Regions from separate parts of the Triticum aestivum genome. Here region 2 is linked to region 1. The links are chromatin contacts, called in public HiCAR-type maps. All regions are on one chromosome and are shown on one strand. The core of a region is the stretch at or near the end of the contact, and the rest is flanking DNA. Distances in the headings are between cores, read along the strand shown. Region 1 holds the start of LOC123078049 (syntaxin-22). Region 2 holds the start of LOC123078051 (epoxide hydrolase A).

Evidence for each region. HiCAR-type assays count read pairs that join an accessible place to other places.
Region 2: a HiCAR-type map of leaf shows a contact between it and region 1, with 3 times the contacts expected there. The contact joins the promoter of LOC123078051 here to the promoter of LOC123078049 in region 1. A contact is called at or near these places in 1 of 5 Hi-C or Micro-C datasets (leaf) and 1 of 1 datasets of contacts at active chromatin or transcription factors (leaf).

Annotation. Positions count from the first base shown.
Region 1 is chr3D:163,114,710-163,117,762 of IWGSC CS RefSeq v2.1, reverse strand. It overlaps LOC123078049 (syntaxin-22), which reads left to right and starts at 1,510. Exons shown (of 7, transcript XM_044500438.1): 1 at 1,510-1,902; 2 at 2,480-2,573. The coding sequence starts at 1,703.
Region 2 is chr3D:163,443,804-163,447,169 of IWGSC CS RefSeq v2.1, reverse strand. It overlaps LOC123078051 (epoxide hydrolase A), which reads right to left and starts at 1,696. Exons shown (of 4, transcript XM_044500439.1): 1 at 1,163-1,696; 2 at 886-1,068. The coding sequence starts at 1,459.

The DNA of each region.
Region 1 (3,053 bases), core at 261-2,760:
TCCCAGTATATAAGACACGATTTGTGTTTTCTCTTTCATTTATAATTATGTGGAAGCAACTAACTAAATGGTAAAACATGTATAATCAATTTATGGGACGAGATTATTGTGATTCATCACAATGCCAAACACGACCTTAAGGGCTTTTTGGAAAATATGGTTATAAAAACCTTTTTTTTCGAAAAGGGATGGTTATAAAAACCCGGGAACAAAGAAACTGTATGATTTTCCTGGTGATCATGTGGAATCACATTAGGAGAAAAAACTGCTTGAATATAGTTGAAACGGGGAGATAAACATGCTCATGTACAACATACAAAATAGTTTCGATGAGGTCAAAGGCTCAAAGCTAATTCTAAAATCATTCCAACGTTCCTACATATGTTATTATTAGTTTAAAGTTTTTCTTATAAATTAAGATCATACTATACAAGACAAAACAATTCGATCCAAATGACATCGCTTCCTAACAGCAGATAGTTAAAAGAGAGATCCCAACTCAAAAGAAAAGGACCCTAATATCTGGCGGTCGCCAGCTGAGTACGTTTCCCCTAGCGAATGATTTGTTCACTTGGGGGAGGATCGAACCAGCAAACGAAACACTCTCACTCGAGCGTTCGCTCCAGTGGGGGTCCAGCTCGACCCCAACCGCCTCTCGGTTGGCCAAAGGCCCAATTAGCTGATTTTTATATAAAAATTGCCATCAATAGAAAAATCATTTTTTAGGGGAAACCAATTTTTTACTTCTACAAAAAAGACAGAGAAAAACATAGATTTACAATTGCCATTCCCTAATTTATAAGAAAAAGTTTTCACTGAAGTTTTACCATGACCAGTTCATAATTTGCCATGCTATTAAGAAAAATAAGGCTCATGGAAATCGAGTGTTAAAAAATACATAATTTGCCATGCTTTATATTTCATTTCCGAAAACATAAAAATCACATGCAAGATTTTTCCATGATAATAAATAAATAAATATGCCATGCTCTTAAGACTAAAATTTGTCACGCTCTATAATTAAAAGGCCATGCTCCTAATAAAAAAATTGATGCGAATAAGTGATAAAAATTGCCATGGGAGCATTACAAAAAGGCCCTAAAATTGCATGTTTAGAAGACAAAAAATATAATGAATTTGCCATAGGATTAAGAGAGAAAGTTTCTTTTCTTTGCCATGTGTACAAAACAACTTGTTCGCTATGAACGCAAACGTTTCAAAACCACAACGCTTGCGTCTGTTCTGGGTTAAGAGAGAATTTTTTTTTGCCATGCGTTCATAGGCAAGCGCTTGCGTCTGTTCTGTGTAAAAAATGTGTGTCTGCTAAAAAAGAATATTTAATTAACCGCGACCCGTTTATCGGCAGACCCACCCGCTCCTCTAGCCGGCGTGTGCGACCGTGTGCGAATCACGCCGCGTACGCGCCCCGACAAAACCAGCTCCCTCCTGACCTGGCCTGGCCCCAACACCAGCACAGCATAATTACCTCCCTTGGCTCCCTCTACCCCACGAGTGTAGTACGTATCCCGGAATCTCCAATTAAACTCCACGAGACGAAACCGAACCGTGACACCGGAGCAGCCCCGCCCCCACCAATCCCCCTTTTCGGCCGGCCACGACCTCTTCCTCCACAAAATCCTCCCCGGAATTTCGTCGAGTCGCCCGTAGCCGGCCGCCGATCGGTCGATTCGCGGGGGGCGGGATGAGCTTCCAGGACCTGGAGGCCGGGAACGGCGTCCGCGGGACGCCGCGGAGGAACGGCCGGGCGGCGGGGGCCGGCGCCGGCTCGTCGCAGGCCGTCGCGTCGGGCGTCTTCCAGATCAACACGGCGGTCGCCACCTTCCAGCGCCTCGTCAACACGCTCGGCACGCCCAAGGACACCCCCGACCTCCGCGACAGGATGTGAGCCGCCGTTTCACCCTACCTACCCCCCTCCCCTCGTTTCCAGGATCGTTTTGGTTCGGCTGAGGGAGTGAATTTGGCAATCACGGGTTGGGCGCTGTGACGATTTCCGAAGCGTGCGCGGGATTGGAGGAGAATCCCGCGGCTCGATTTCTGATCCCGATTTAGGTTATGTTTGTTTGGTGGATGCGTGCGAACAATCACTATCTTTTATGCCAGAGAAGAGATTGCCTAGGGCTTATTGCAACCCTTTTTTTTCGCCTACTGCGCAGGGCGTCAAATTGCCCATCCCTTGGCTGAACCTTCGCGCATAGGTTAATTCGGTGAATCACCGGGTGAGGCCGTATGTGCTATACATGAATTGACCCATCATCAGTGACACCAAATGAAATGTTTTAGCGCCCTTTCTTCTGAAATTGATGTGATTTATATCATTTATAACTTGGTCATGCTGTGTTATAGCCCTTAATATTTTTTAACTTTATTAAACGTTTGATTAACCTTCTTTTGGTAGCATTTACTTTCTTGTTCAAATTGCTACGATAGGCCATCTAACTACCAGTTCTGTTGCTTGCAGACACAAGACACGAGCACACATAACACAACTGGTGAAGGATACATCGGAGAAGCTTAAGCAAGCTAGTGAGGCGGATCATCGTCTTGAAGCCACCGTATGCGTCTATCCCTTTGATCTACTTACATATTTCTGTTTGATATTTCCTTTATTGTTAGAACTTAGAAGCATTTATGTACTGTTTTCCCTCCTTTTGTCCGAGCATGGAAATGAGTGATACCGTGTAGATTTTACATCTTTTCTTAGTCATATACTTCAGCTTGGATGTTATTTTTTGTTCATTAATAATAGAAACTTAAATAAATGAATAAATATTTTCTAGCCGATTCTTACTATCTGTTCTGTTGTAACGTTGTCCCTTAAACAGAACCTGGAACTGTAATTTATTTTGCTGTTTGCACTCTGCAAGTACATAAGAAAGCAATTGTGCTTTTGGAGTTTAGTTATGGTAATTAACCTGTCCAATTCATGTATTTTGACAGGAATCCTCAAATACAATTTGGTATTCAAATATGAGTTGTCTTGTACTGACGTGCTAATAAATTAGGCTCCTTTGGCAGATAACTACTAATGTTTT
Region 2 (3,366 bases), core at 447-2,946, 330 kb before region 1:
TACAGATCAAAATGGATTAAAACAAGACCAAATCATCTACATCTGCTCACATATCAGGCATTTGTCATGTCAAACATGTGATGTGGCCTGAAAGTGAGCAGACCGCCATCACCGAGTGAAATCTTTATAAGAGTAAAGATAAAGATCCGTGTTGTTGTTTGCAAAGCATGGTGTCTTTCAAGAAAATGCTTTTACTTGGAGCCTTGCACACTCCATATCTTGAAAATGCGATATTGTAATTTTTGGGTTTCAACAAAAGCACAATGTCAATAAGAACTAAAGTTTGTTACTGAAGATTTATAGTACTTAAGGTACTCGGGTTCTTAACCTGATAAGGACATAGGTGTAATTGCATAGAAAATAAAGCTTCAACAAGTAAATTTGGCATATTTCAAGAAACAATGGTTTTACCTACTATGTATCTCAGGAATGCGATAATGTTAAGTTACCAGCTTCAAAAAAGACAATACGAAGTATCCAATTTCAATTGAACCAATAACTCAATTTCCTTAGTGAAAAACACTACTCAATGCAATGATACGCTCCCAGGCGTATTGGAGAAAAAAAAACACTACTCAACCTCCAATCTAATATACCGATATTTCTTGTTTATTACCATTTCTCCATTGTTATCTATCTGGAATTCCGAAGTTCGAATAATCTTGTTTGGTTCGATCCCTTGGTAAGCATCACGAACAGCCCACCATGAAGACAATCGTCTAACACACGAAATTATGCCAACAACTATGAACCGGTTCAATTGTTTTGCCACGACCAGTAAACAGACCCCTATCCAATAAAGTCGTCAGGACAGATGAACACAACTCATAATGACATTGATTATGTTTGCCATAAGCAGGACAGAAAGGAGATGAAGGGCTCCACCTGGAAACGGCACATGTAGTGGTCTTCCCCGCACAAGGCCCTGATGACCTGGAGCGGGCTCCCCTCGGAGCTGCGCGGGTGGTAGGCCACGCTGAGGTTAACGAGCGCCCGCACAAGGTCCGGCCGGAGCAGGCAGAGCTGCCATGCCACGAGTGCGCCCCAGTCGTGTCCAACCACGAACACCTGCCACGCGAGCCCGAGAATGAAACAGCAATCTTAGCAAGGAGCATGGCCGGCGTGGGGGATCTCGAAGGGCGAACGGGTTCGATGCTAAGACCTGGGGCTGAGCGAGGTCGGCGATGAGGGCCACGAGGTCGCCGACGAGGTGGAAGATGGAGTAGGAGCCCGCGGAGGGCGGGGCGTCGGAGTCGCCGTAGCCGCGCATGTCAGGCGCGACGGCGCGGAAGCCCCGGGCCGCCAGGGCGGCCATCTGGTGGCGCCAGCCGTACCAGAGGTCCGGGAAGCCGTGCACGAGCAGCACCGCGGGGCCGTCCTCGGGCCCCGCCTCCGCCACGTGCAGCCGCACCCCCTTGGCCACCTCCACCATCCGGTGCCGCACCCCCTCCGGCTCCATCGCTGCCGCTGCTTCTCTCGCGCTCGTGGCCGGCGCAAGGGATGATTATCCGGTGGGTTTGGGGGTAGCTTGCGCGCGCTGCTTCGAGTGCGTCGCCGACCGCTGGCTGTGTGGCTAAGCGGGCGAGAATTTCGTGGCTTGTGTGGGGCGGCCGGACGGGCGCCGGCAAGAGGAGTTTTTGGCAGCTTGCCGAAATTTCGCACACCTTGGACTTGGATTGGACTGGACCGGGTGTCGCGGCTCTCTTTCCTCGTCGTTCGTAGACTTGAAGACTGCCGCATATGCATTTACTGGTCCAAGTTGCTTACGCCGACTCCATCGCACGACTCCCAAATCATGTACGTGTTGGATGTGATTAAGATAAATAGAAAACTTAAATAAAATGCCTAAAAAGTAAAATAAACGCAAATAAAAAACATAAAACATAAGTTAGGGTTCACGGCCACAAAACGGCCCAGTTTCACGGTTACATTGCCATAATTAACATAAAACAAAATAAAAAACGCGGCCCGCCGTCTTCAATGCCCGTTGATGTCGTGGCTGTCGCCGTCTTCAGTGACCGTCGGTGTCGTCATCGTTGCTGACGAGGTCGACGTAGTCCGGCGGCGTCCAGAGGTGGGCCGGCGGTCCGTGGTACGCGGGGGCGGGCTGGAACGCGGCGGGTGCCTACACCACCTCCTCCCGTGGCGACGCGTCCCGCTCCGGTGACCGCGGCGGCGTGGGGCACCAGTTCATGCCCCACATCGTCGGCCATCTCCGGAGCCGTGCACGACCAGCTCCACTGCTGGCCCACCAGGCCCGGGTGGAATGCGGCCACCGACGCCTCCTCCATCACCTCCTCCGCCGTCACCATCTCCAGCTCGGGGATGGCGACGTCGCCGGCCGCAGAGAGGGCCATCGTCTCCTCGAGGCCCGGCCATTGACGCTCATCGTGCGTGTTCATGGAGTCCTCCATGACACGTTGCATGAGCCGGGCCTCCTCCTCCGCTGTCATGCGAGGAGGTGGAGGTGGCGACAGAGATGGGAAGGCGACGGCGTGGGCGTGAGGCCGCACACCCGCGTACGCCCGCGCACCTCCCGACGTGGCCGCTGCGGCCCCGACGCCGTGCCGACGAAGTAGGAAGCGCGCCGCACGTCGTGCTCGTCCTGGAGCCACGTGTCCCAGAGCACGGAGTCGGGGACGTACCTATCGTTGTAGTAGAGGTCGTCGGGGAGGAGGCGGCGGCGGCGCTCGATCTCATCGCGGCGTGCACGACCGCTCATCGGGACCGGCGGGATCGGGACCCGGTCGACGGAGAGGTGCCAGTTGTTGGGGAGGTGGACGTCGCTCCACGGGACAGGCGTCCGCGTCTCCCAATAACGTCGGCATACGTCGGCGTTGAGGTACTGCCGGTCGCGCTCGCCGGCGGCCCTAGGGGCGATGGTGAATGGGGCAGGCGCGGGGGCCCGACGGGAGGTGCGCGGCGGCGATGCGGCCTCCTCTTTCACGGAGCCGCGGCGGCGTCCCGAGGAGAAGCCGGCCTCGTGGTCGTGCTTCCCTTGCGGTCGTGGTTCCATAGCCCCATGGCTGCGAGGCGGCCGGCCGGCGAGTTCGAGGACGGGGAGCGGCTAGGGTTTGGGACGTGTCGGGTTTCGAGGGGGCAGAGAGGGCCGGAGTGGGAAGTGTGGACGGCGACGGGTCCACGGCTTCCCATTTAAGAAGGACGGCGACCGTTCGCTGGGCGGATGCAGGTGGGGCCACCCGCGCGTGCGCATTGATGTTGGCGGGTGAGAGGTAGGTGGCCGCCTGCCACGCGGCCCCAACGCGGATGTTCGACGCGTCAGCTCGCTGTCCGCCGCGACCCAAACCCGACGCATGTTTGCGCTCGAAATGGATCGGCCCGGACACAAAACGGACCTGATGGGTC